Linked DNA regions of Zea mays: region 2 is linked to region 1. Evidence: chromatin contacts called from public Hi-C data. All regions are on one chromosome and are shown on one strand. Each heading gives the region's core, a stretch centred on a gene start, on an enhancer-like site or on the middle of the called end of the contact. The rest is flanking DNA. Distances are from core to core; before and after follow the strand shown.

Region 1 (5,067 bases), core at 1,023-3,522:
CTCCGCCTCTCTTCGACTCTACGTCGATTAGAGGAGTCTAGGTCGGTCTACCCGAGCCTAGACAACTCCTAGGATCTCTCCTCCCCGACGGGGTCCCTCTCAGGAGCGAGATCCAGGCGCCGCCGACGATCTTTTGCCGCCCCTGCGCACGCGCGGACCGTCCGGTCGTCAGGCAAGAAACCCTAGCCCCTGTGCCAGATCGCGGACCGTTCGGCCCTATGCCGCGGACCGTCCGCGCCTGACCAGAGAGCACCACCACAATTCTTGTTGTGTGTTTGGCGCTCTAAAAAGGCGTCAACATGTGTGTTTGGTTTGAGGAATAAAGTGATTCATCTTCTTCTCACTCCTCACTTTTTTATTTGGTTTGTGGAATAGAATCGTTGATCCATCATCATCGCATTCCTCATAAGCTAATAATTAGTATATACATAGGAGTTGGTTGATTCCACCAAAAAATGGAATGAACTTATGATGCATCACTTTATGAAGCATAGGGTAACTCCACCAACCAAACACACCATAAAATAAAGCCACCAACCTTTAGAAGACTACCAAGCCACTAAAATTGCGAAGTTTCACCTTGGCTCCTAGCTAGCGCATGCATTGCTTAGTGAGTAGTTAGTGTTTAATAAGAACTAGAAACAATGATTGCAACTTGTGGCCATCTTGTTGTTGGTTAAGGAGGAGCACACTTGTATTACTTGTTCATTGGCATGCACTAGAGGTGGCAATTTACCCACTGATACAATGACATCGATCTCTGTGTCAGATTTTGGGCCCTCTTTTGTGTATGGTTGATACAAGGATAATTTGGAAATGGCCTAATTCACCCATCTCCCTCTAGGTCGTCACTTGGTCAGAGGCACTATATGATAACATTGCTTTGCTTCACGCATGTACGAACTTAACTTAATGGAGTTTGTCAATCTGGTGTTGGATTAACATGAGCTTGATCTAAATTAATATTCAATAATAGTCAATGCTAATGTTCCACTTTAATGCTATGGTGCACTATTAATTTAGTATCATATTGAAAGTTCAGGGAATAAATCAATCAACTTAAATCGGTGGACCATTGCCCATTGATGCATCTATTGAGAAGTTAAGAAAAGGATGAAGAACTGTCACACGCGTGCGTGCGCTGCCGCCACCGTCGGCCAGGCCGTGGAAGTGGTTCGTTTTGGTCTAAATATTCCTTTCAAACGATTGCACATTTTACCTGATGATCCGTCTGTTTCTTGTCTTATGGCTAGTAGCCTAGCAACGGACGTCGGTTTCTGGCTCTAATGGCATGTCGGTTTCTGACTCTAATGGCTTTTACATTGCAGGAGAGACGCAGAGAGAGAGAGAGAGATAGTTGGACGTCCTGCGGAATGCTGTCACCAGAATAGGCACAGGGGAGGTAGCAAGATGTTGAGTTGAGAGCAACCTAGGATCCAACAGCAGGGTCGCGCCATGCAATCCATGATCCAAGAAAAAGCTACAGGCTTTCCCAGGGGATCCGATGCACTTGAGTTGTTTTTAAGATCGAATTAAGCTCATTTAATTAGTACTCGCACGAACTGAAACTAGACGGTGCCTTTTAAGTCTCGTCGTCCGAGCTGTCGCCAGACACCGCGGCGGCCGCGAGCGCGGCCATGGACGGACGCCGCCGCCGAGCTCGAGGGCCGAGGGGCCCATGGCGGTGCTACCTTCCTAAGCTCTCAACAACATGAGTCGTGACTCATGAGTGGGAGATTGGAGAAGTAGTGGGCTAGCTAGAAAAATGTTGAAAGGGATATAAATAAAGACGGCCAGGTGCCATATGTCTGGAGCTGAGGCAGGACGACCACAGCTGGGAGATGTAGAGCTCCTAAACTAGAAGCATAGAAACAGCTCTCGATCAAAAAAAAAAAAAAAAAACATGAGAAAATTTTCTTTCTCTGTCATTGCTCACAACCTCCAAACGAGATTCTCTCAAATCTCTCTAGTGTGCTTATACAAGTTAGAATGTTACCTAAACATCGGTACTGTCTGCTTGTTTGTTAGCGTAGTGTGTACGAGTACGTCCCGTGCGAGCGAGCGCGGCCGGCGTGGACCGCGGAGACCGGGCGGTCGATCGAGGCGGGGGCGGTGCATGCATGCAATGAAGCAGCTGGAAGAGTACGTAGTACTGGCGTACTGCGCCTGCGCGATCATATTCATGCTCACAGTCACAGAGGTGGGGCTGGGCTGGGCCGCATTCATCGCCCAGCGGTGTGGTACAGGCCGGGAACGACGTGTCCTACGCCGGTGACCGGCGCGATGCCGATCGGCGTACCGCGAGGGGCGCCACCGAAGCTGACGCCCCCGGGCCCCTCCATGTTGCTGCCCGGCGACTGGGCGTTCGCGGCCGTACGTACCGTACGCGTTGGGGGGTGGCCCCTGCTGATCGACGCGTACGTGCTCGTGCAGCGAGGAGCTAGGCGACGACGAGAGGCGCTGCTGGGACGCAGAGGGACCCGCCGGCGGCCGGCCGGACGACCACCGCACCTGACCGTGCGCCGGGTACGGCCGGTTTCCGATCCGCGCCTGGCTATTATTTTGACTGCGGTAATTCCCGGCCGCGGAAATTAACAGCGCTGATGCTGCATCCGCGACCACTACCAGCAGGGCTTGGTCATCGTCTGCAATATAGTAGTAGTACACATAGAGTACAAGATACAAAATGAGGTTTGGTATTATTGTGATAGTTCAACATTATTGTTTCTCTCATCTACAACTCCCTAAGCTAGAGTACCAGACCTAGGATCTACTTTTAGGCCTCATTAAAAATGGAGGATTAGTAAAACATATGGATAGGAAAGATATAAGAATAAAGTTGTATGGTACCTTCAATTCCGTAGGAAAAATTTCAAGAGGGTTGGACCTCATGTTAAAAATCCTCACTAGATCTCATATTAAAAATCCTCACTACAATTCTCCATTCTATATGGATTTTATAGAGTCTGTAGCAACTCATTTCTTTGTTCCAAAGGACCACATAGGACGATAGGAAAGCTTTCTATAGGATTTTAATCCTTCAAAATTCTTTCACTTTTCCTTTTGTTTCAAAGAAGGCCGGTAGATGCTGAGGTCAGGCAGGCCTATGTCTTATTATGGACGTCACCGTCATCGACTACTCTAGCTACGCTCGTGAAGCCAGGACGAGAACATTTGGCCCAATGACAAGTAGGGGTAGGGTCCATAAGAAGTATGTACAGATAAGCTTGCTGCTCCTTTGAATTATAAAAAGGATAGTAGAGCAGCATTCAATTCAGGTGTATTCACTGGAAGGAATTAGTATAGGCTCCACCAAACTCAGGCTAAGGGAGTTCAATTTGATCCTACTATGGTAGATATAGTTAGTGTGAGCGAGGCTAGATCCTCACCACACTTGATTCCTATAGCAGGATTAATAGTTTATGGCGCTAGAGTTTGTAACCTTGTAGATCTATTGTATATTGCAATCCATGATCAGCAAGAGAACATAAGGTATTATGCACACTGCGGCTCGAACCTCTATAAAAAACTTATCACTACCGGAATCAATGGCTTTGCCGAGTGCCTAAAGCACTCGGCGAATCCTTAAAAACACTCGGCCAGGGCGTTGCCGAGTGTTACACTCGGCAAAGAAGGCTCGGCGAACAGTGCATCGGCAAAGCCTTCTTTGCCGAGTGCTTTTTCTCGGGCACTCGGTAAAACTCTTTGCCGAGTGCCAGACAGCACTCGGCAAAGAAAAGAGGCCGTTACGGCGCCGGGTGACGGAGACGGCGGCTTTGCCGAGTGTCTCTTGTGACACTCGGCAAAGAAGTTTGCTTTGCCGAGTGTCTTCTAGGCAGCACTCGGCAAAAAATCCATCTTTGCCGAGTGCCACGTAGGACACTCGGCAAAGAACCCGCCAGGGAGGGTCCCCATGTCAGGTTCTTTGCCGAGTGTTCTGTGCGGCACTCGGCAAAGCCGACCTCTTTGCCGAGTGCCAGTGACATAACACTCGGCAAAGAACCTAAGCCGGTGCCCAGGTCTGTGCTCTTTGCCGAGTGTTACACTCGGCAAAGTGACCAGTATATACCTTTTTAATTTGTTTTTTGTATTCCATCCACACAAACAGAAGATATCACATATATACATCACAGATATCATCACAGACATAAATAGCCAACACAAACATAAAACCGTCACCACAAACATAAATATCCATCACAAACATAAGTGTTCAACACAAGTATTAAACACAAACATAAGTCTCAAACGTCGCAAGCTCTTACATAAGTATCAAACACAGACATAAGTATTATACATAAGTTCTGAAGTCTAAAACAATGAAAACACAACACTCATGGAGGTGGGCGGTTTGACTGGGGCTGCGTTGGGTTGAACCCTTCCGGAGGGTTGTTGGATGCCGTCCCAGATTGGCCCTGCACAGAGAAGAGATTGCATGTGTTATACCAGATGCATTACAAACATCTAATTACTATTTTGATACTCACAGGAGTGTGGAAGAGAGTAGGGTCAACTGGGGGGAACAATGGAGGTGGCGGAGCGATGCCCTATGCGGCGCCAAGGCTCTGCATGTACTGGAACATCTCCACTATCCTCTGATCAGCCGCCGCCCGCTCCGCCATTATCCTCGCCTCCATCTCTTGACGTTCCCTCCTCTCTTCTTCTAGTTGGGTCTGTAATATTACAAGCCAACGTTATAGTAACTCAAAGAGAAGGTATATAACTCAAGAAAGGACGAGTTACAGAAGCACTAACCTCGAGTTGCTGTATGCGATGCTGTGAGCTGTCGTGCCGAGGTCGTATGGCTGGACTCGAGCCCGTGCTCCTTGCTCTCACCTGAGACAGAGTGGGAGTGGAGGACGAGTCGATTGCCCCGTCGGCAATCCAGTACCGCCCATGTCTCTTGCCTCCTCCGACCCTCATGAGCACATCGGGGTCGATCGGCTCGGTGCTCGGATCATAGTCTGGGCCATGGACCTCCTGCGCCGTGGCGGTGTAGTCATGGAGGCGGCTGTAGACGGCGTGGTTGGTGTAGGCCTCGGGCCCGTCATCCGGGTTGTAGGTGAC
Region 2 (5,067 bases), core at 978-3,477, 130 kb after region 1:
TGATATATAAATATTAGCTTCTGCTTAATATAGGAGTAATGTACTTGATTGACTGACAGTACTGCACAGGTAAAGTGGCGCTGGTCGAAAGAAACACAGAGGTAACCTAGCTAGCGTCCAATTGTTAGAGTTAACTAACAGTCCGATTCCTCTTTGAGAACAGTTGTTTGTTGTGTAGTAAGAGTATACAGAGAGAGAAAAAAAGGTTGCAGAACAATAAGCCATATGCGGTACTTCTGCCACAAGCCCACAACTGTTCTTGCTTGTCTCTAACTACACTTTTGTCCCGTTTCGAGTGACTCACCACGTGCGTCGTCAGCCCTGGTTTGACAAGTCAGCGCTCGTAGCCTCTGCCTCAAGTAGGACGAAACCTGCTGGCATTATCCAAAAAAAAGGGGGAAGAAAATTAAAGTAGCTAGGGCAACAAAACCAATGCAAAGTCACACAAACTAGTCGAGCCTCATAAATTCCGGTCTTGGGTAGAGGCGAATCCGCAATACAGATACAGCAGACGTGGCCGATCGATCGTCGCGAGTTGACGCGAGCCGTCACAGCCTGCTGGGTGCTGTCGTGCCGCTCGATGGCGATAGGATATCGGAGCCGTTCGAGCCGCGAGGTCGGCACGCACTGATTGGCCTGTGGCCTGTGTGACTGGGGTCGTTGGTTAATGGACAGCAACCGCCGGCCGCCGCCGCATCACCTTCTTTCTCTCAGCTTCAGCCTTCATTCAGCTAGCTAGGCCGGCCCGGGCCCGGCCCGGCGGCGCACAGCGGAGGCGATCAGGCGGAGCAGAATCATTCGATCGCTATTCGCTAGGCATAGCCGCTGCCCGTTGGTACGTAGCAGGAGCGGCAGCAGCAGTGGACGCTTCCAAATTCCAACGCGTGCGCGCGCGGCGAAAGCAAAGCTACTACTACTACTCCTACGGACTAAGGTCGACTGGCCCCGTCCTGGCCGCGAAAGCCACCGACGGCGACGGCTACCCGGGGCCAAAATTGAAAAGGCATACAGGGCTACGCGTAGATGGATAGGTACGCGTCTTGGTACCGTAGTATGTGTATAGGACTATAGGAGGGAGCACGCGCAGGTACTCCCTTCGCTTCGTCAAAAGGAATATATAAAATTCTCATTTTATATTGAACCAAACATTCTAATCTTTAACTAAATTTGTATATATAAAAAATACACGCAGTCCACTCTAGTAGTTTCCGGACAGGGAGGGAGGGAGAGCCCCACCTGGCTGGCCCGCGGGCCTCGGGGTCGGCGCCTCGGACCGGACACCACCGCACCGCGGACGGGTCGTCGGATCAATCTATCTATCCAGCGGGTCTACGGGGACGCCGTTTTGCTCTTGGCACTGTTGGCAGGCAGCGTGGCCCGGGTGCTCCGATCCTCCTGCGCGTGCACGTGATCCGAGGCGGCTTTATCGGCCACCACTGACTGACTCGTGAGGACGGACCGCGCCATGAAAGCAAGCTGTGCATGCTCTCTCCACCGACGTACTCTCTAGCTGCTCATCTGCTGTCTCTCTACGTACGTACTGTACTCTCTTATATATCAGTAGTACGTAGTAGTATTTTTTTCCTGACCAGTGATCGATCACCGCCGGTCATAGCATAGCTGACGTTCCCCGGCCCTCTGATCTCTTGGGCTTTTGAGACTTTTTCATTCACGGACCGGTGAGGGTCCGGTCCCTGCGCCCGTGCCGGCCGGGGCGCGCGGGCAGCAGCGAACGAGGCAATGATGGCGAGCGAGCGAGCGGTGACTGCGCTGCGCCGCTGGTCGGCGTCGCACGCGACGCGCATGCAGGCTGGCGGACGTCGAGACAAGGCTTCCAGTCAGCTGCCGTCCGCAACGGGCCAATATACCCCGGCCCGCGTACGATCTGCTGCCGGCCTGCCGCCCTGCCGTGCCCAGCCTTTCTCGTCTCTCTTTCCTCCCTCTGGCTGACTGGGTAGGCTGTGCGCGGCGCGCGGCAGCAACGACGAGACCGCTGGTGGTGTCGCTTGCCACCCACCTCTCGCCTTTGCTTGCTGCCATGTAGCGTCACGAGAAGGAAGGGAGGCCGTGTCCGTGTGCCGTACTAGGAATCTACAGGAGTTGCACATGTGGCCCCACCACGTACGCGCCACCACCAATTAACCAGTAGCCCAGTAGCAGTAGCAGTGCAGTCAGTGTTGGTTCGTGCCCACCCTGCTACTGCAATGCATGCGGTCCACGGCCTCCCCCTCTCCTCTTTTCTCACTTTCAGGTACTGTACCGCGCGCTAGGCGGCAGGACGCTGGGCCGGGGCTATGACCTTGTAGCCTGCGCGAGCTCCTGCGTCCCTGCCCCCTGCTTTTGCGCCTCTGACACGACGGGGCGAATCGCATCGTCGCAGGCAATCGCCGTCGCACAGTCGTCTCGCAGTCGCAGCAGCAGTGATGAGGCTGCCCATGAACCCATACCACGATTTCTCATCGTACAGGCACACAGCAAGTAGAAAAACTCCCATCAGTCATGTACTCCTGCCACTTGTGATGAACTCTGGAAATCAGCCTCAGAGACCTCAAAACCACGTAGCTATACACTATACCGCCAATAAACAACGAGCGGTAGTTGCAGATTGCAAGATCATCCCCTAGCAGTGGTAGTGGTAGTTGCAGGCAACCTCATCGGAATCAATCAGTCCAGTGCGGCCACTGTAGAACAGGACTGTAGATTTATTCGCAAAAGGATCCCGCAGTCGGCCTCGGCCAGTCCCCAGCTGAGAATAGCGTACGTACAAGACGACCAGTCCCTGGCAACATAGCCTCCTCAGTCCTCATCGACAACGTTCAAAACGACAAAACTAGCAAAAAACCATTCAGCGTGCAAGCCCACAGTGTGATTTTACAGCAGCACGATACCTTGCTAAGGGACCTGTGTATGTCCATCCGTGAGGAAAATACTGGTGCTCCATTTCCGGCCGGCAGACCAGAGAGCAGAGAGAAGCAGCACGGGGTTCCCCCCCCCCCCCCCCCCCCCCCCCAATTCCTTCCGGAAACCTGGTTCATTCGTTCTTCTTCTCGAATTTGGCCCTGTCAGCGCCGCTGTAGGGCTTGTTCGGTTATTTTCAATCCATATGGATTTGAGGGGATTGATACGGATTGGAGGGGATTTTGACTTACCAGGGATTGAAACCCCCTCAATCCATATGGATTGGGGTAGAACCGAACAAGCCCGTAGAGGGGACGACGAAAAACACGACCATCTCGAGGATCACCAGCACGTTCTGGATGGCCTCCTGGATGTGCTCCACGTCCCGCCAGAAATGGTGGGATTTGATCACGCCTGCTCCAGCTAAGATACCGAGCGCGAAACCCTGGAACGAAAATGTGCAGTGCAGTGCAGTACGTGGGCGTGTTCTGTTTCTGTCAGGGCGAAAGAATGTAGAGCCAAGTAGGCAAGTAGTGGTATTTCAGTCAAAAAAGGCAAATAGCTCTTTCCATTTCCACAAGGGATGAGGTTCCTTCCAAATTCAAATGTTGCCTAATGTAAGTGCACTGGCAGACTAATACAAAGTGAATGTCCTCCAGCAGGATCAAACTACAAATTAAATTTGCCTCCAAAATGAATGAGATACCTCAAGTTGTCTAGCTTGTTTTGTTTTTTCTTTATAACTGTAGCTTTCATTTCCACTACACCTCTTTCTGCACCTCTTGCTATCTCTATCACCCATAAAGCAACACGTACTTGTAACACTGTTTTATAAAGAAATTATTATCTCAAATTTACATATGATGTGATTACATCAAGTAAAACTGTAAGTGGGGTTTATAAAACAGAAATTATGGCACGGAAGTGAACATGAGGTGGTCATACAGTCATACTCATACATAAAATCTAACTAAATCAAAATATTAAAGAGAAATGAAGCTTCATCTTAAGTCATGGCAAGCAGATACTATCTAATAAGTACACATTAATCCATCCAGAGAGTTGTCTATAAGCAATCAAGACAATCACCCGTGCAAACTTTATATAAAGCTTTCAGAAACACTTTAGATGATATACCTGCCAGAAACAGAAGAATACGATCCCTTTGATGCACAAAAACTTTGCAAGAGGCTTGTGAGGTGCCAACTCTTTAGCAAACAAGTGGTAGAAAAGAACCAAGGCATATAAGGCCATGTAGACTGAGAAGTTCAGTATAATACTAAACGTCCAGCTCACCTAGCTGGGGTACAGCCCAAGAACCTGAAGTGCAATAATCAGAATGGAACATACTGTCCTGACAATAACAAATTGCCAGGTCCAATACTTTAGAAGCTTCAATGTCTTGTGCTCCAAGACGTTGCGGGGCTGCCTGTCACGACCCTATCACTGGTGCATAGATCCAGCCAAGGCAACACAAGAAGGCAAGAAGGTTCAGAAGAGTACATGGAGGATTAGAGTAATACAGTTGTAATCCGTTGTAATCTAGCTGTAATACCCGATTAACGGGCAAAGCCGCTTAGGGGTTCTATAAATCTGAGAGATTGTAATGAGGAAGGCATGAAATGAAATAACAGAAATCAAACTACCACCACATACGTGTGTGTGTCCGGATTCTGGCTAGAACCGGCCAAGGGGGAAACCTCACGTCGGATGAACCCTAGAGAAAGGGGAAACCATACCTGGAAGCAATTCTGGGATGGCAAAACCCTAGATCCAGGGTTCCTCACAATTGGTATCAAAGCTACCGTGTCCTCGGAGAATAGGTTGGCGGGAAGACAGCGTGACAAAAGTTTGAAGGGAGGTGCTCAGAATCTTCATCACGACACCTTCAGTCAAGCCATCAGCACAGTCCCGGTTGGTGGTCAAGGCTTTCACCATGGAAGCCAAGCAGAGTGAAGCGTGTTGGGAGAAGATGATGCTGGCCATCGAGAAGTTGATGGGGAAGGTGGATGCCATGGAAGAGAGGACGCTGCTTCGCAAACAAGTGGAGGAGACCGGTAAGGCTGTTTCTCTTCTTCGGTTGGAAGCCATGGCTAGAGATATGGATCGCTCTATGGATAATTATGAAGATGTAGAAGGAGGTGGTAACAAAAGAATTCCCCAGAATAG

The links. Hi-C and Micro-C count contacts between places; a contact is called where the count stands out from the background.
Region 2: a contact with region 1 is called in a Hi-C map of tassel, with 2.9 times the contacts expected there. The contact joins two enhancer-like sites. A contact is called at or near these places in 3 of 25 Hi-C or Micro-C datasets (leaf and tassel).

What each region holds. Positions count from the first base shown.
Region 1 is chr2:208,644,404-208,649,470 of Zm-B73-REFERENCE-NAM-5.0, forward strand. No RefSeq gene overlaps it. Among protein-coding and RNA genes, the nearest start is that of LOC107436005, 29 kb to the left of the region's middle. Within about 2 kb of position 2,273, at least 15 of the 20 cell types and tissues checked have an H3K27ac peak or open chromatin away from gene starts, as enhancers often do. A contact at or near this core is called in tassel, where this site is marked.
Region 2 is chr2:208,775,209-208,780,275 of Zm-B73-REFERENCE-NAM-5.0, forward strand. It overlaps LOC100277216 (protein LAZ1 homolog 2), which reads right to left. Exons shown (of 5, transcript XM_008672211.4): 4 at 3,150-3,386; 5 at 2,480-3,071. The coding sequence ends at 3,063. Among protein-coding and RNA genes, the nearest start is that of LOC100277216, 7.5 kb to the right of the region's middle. Within about 2 kb of position 2,228, at least 20 of the 20 cell types and tissues checked have an H3K27ac peak or open chromatin away from gene starts, as enhancers often do. A contact at or near this core is called in tassel, where this site is marked.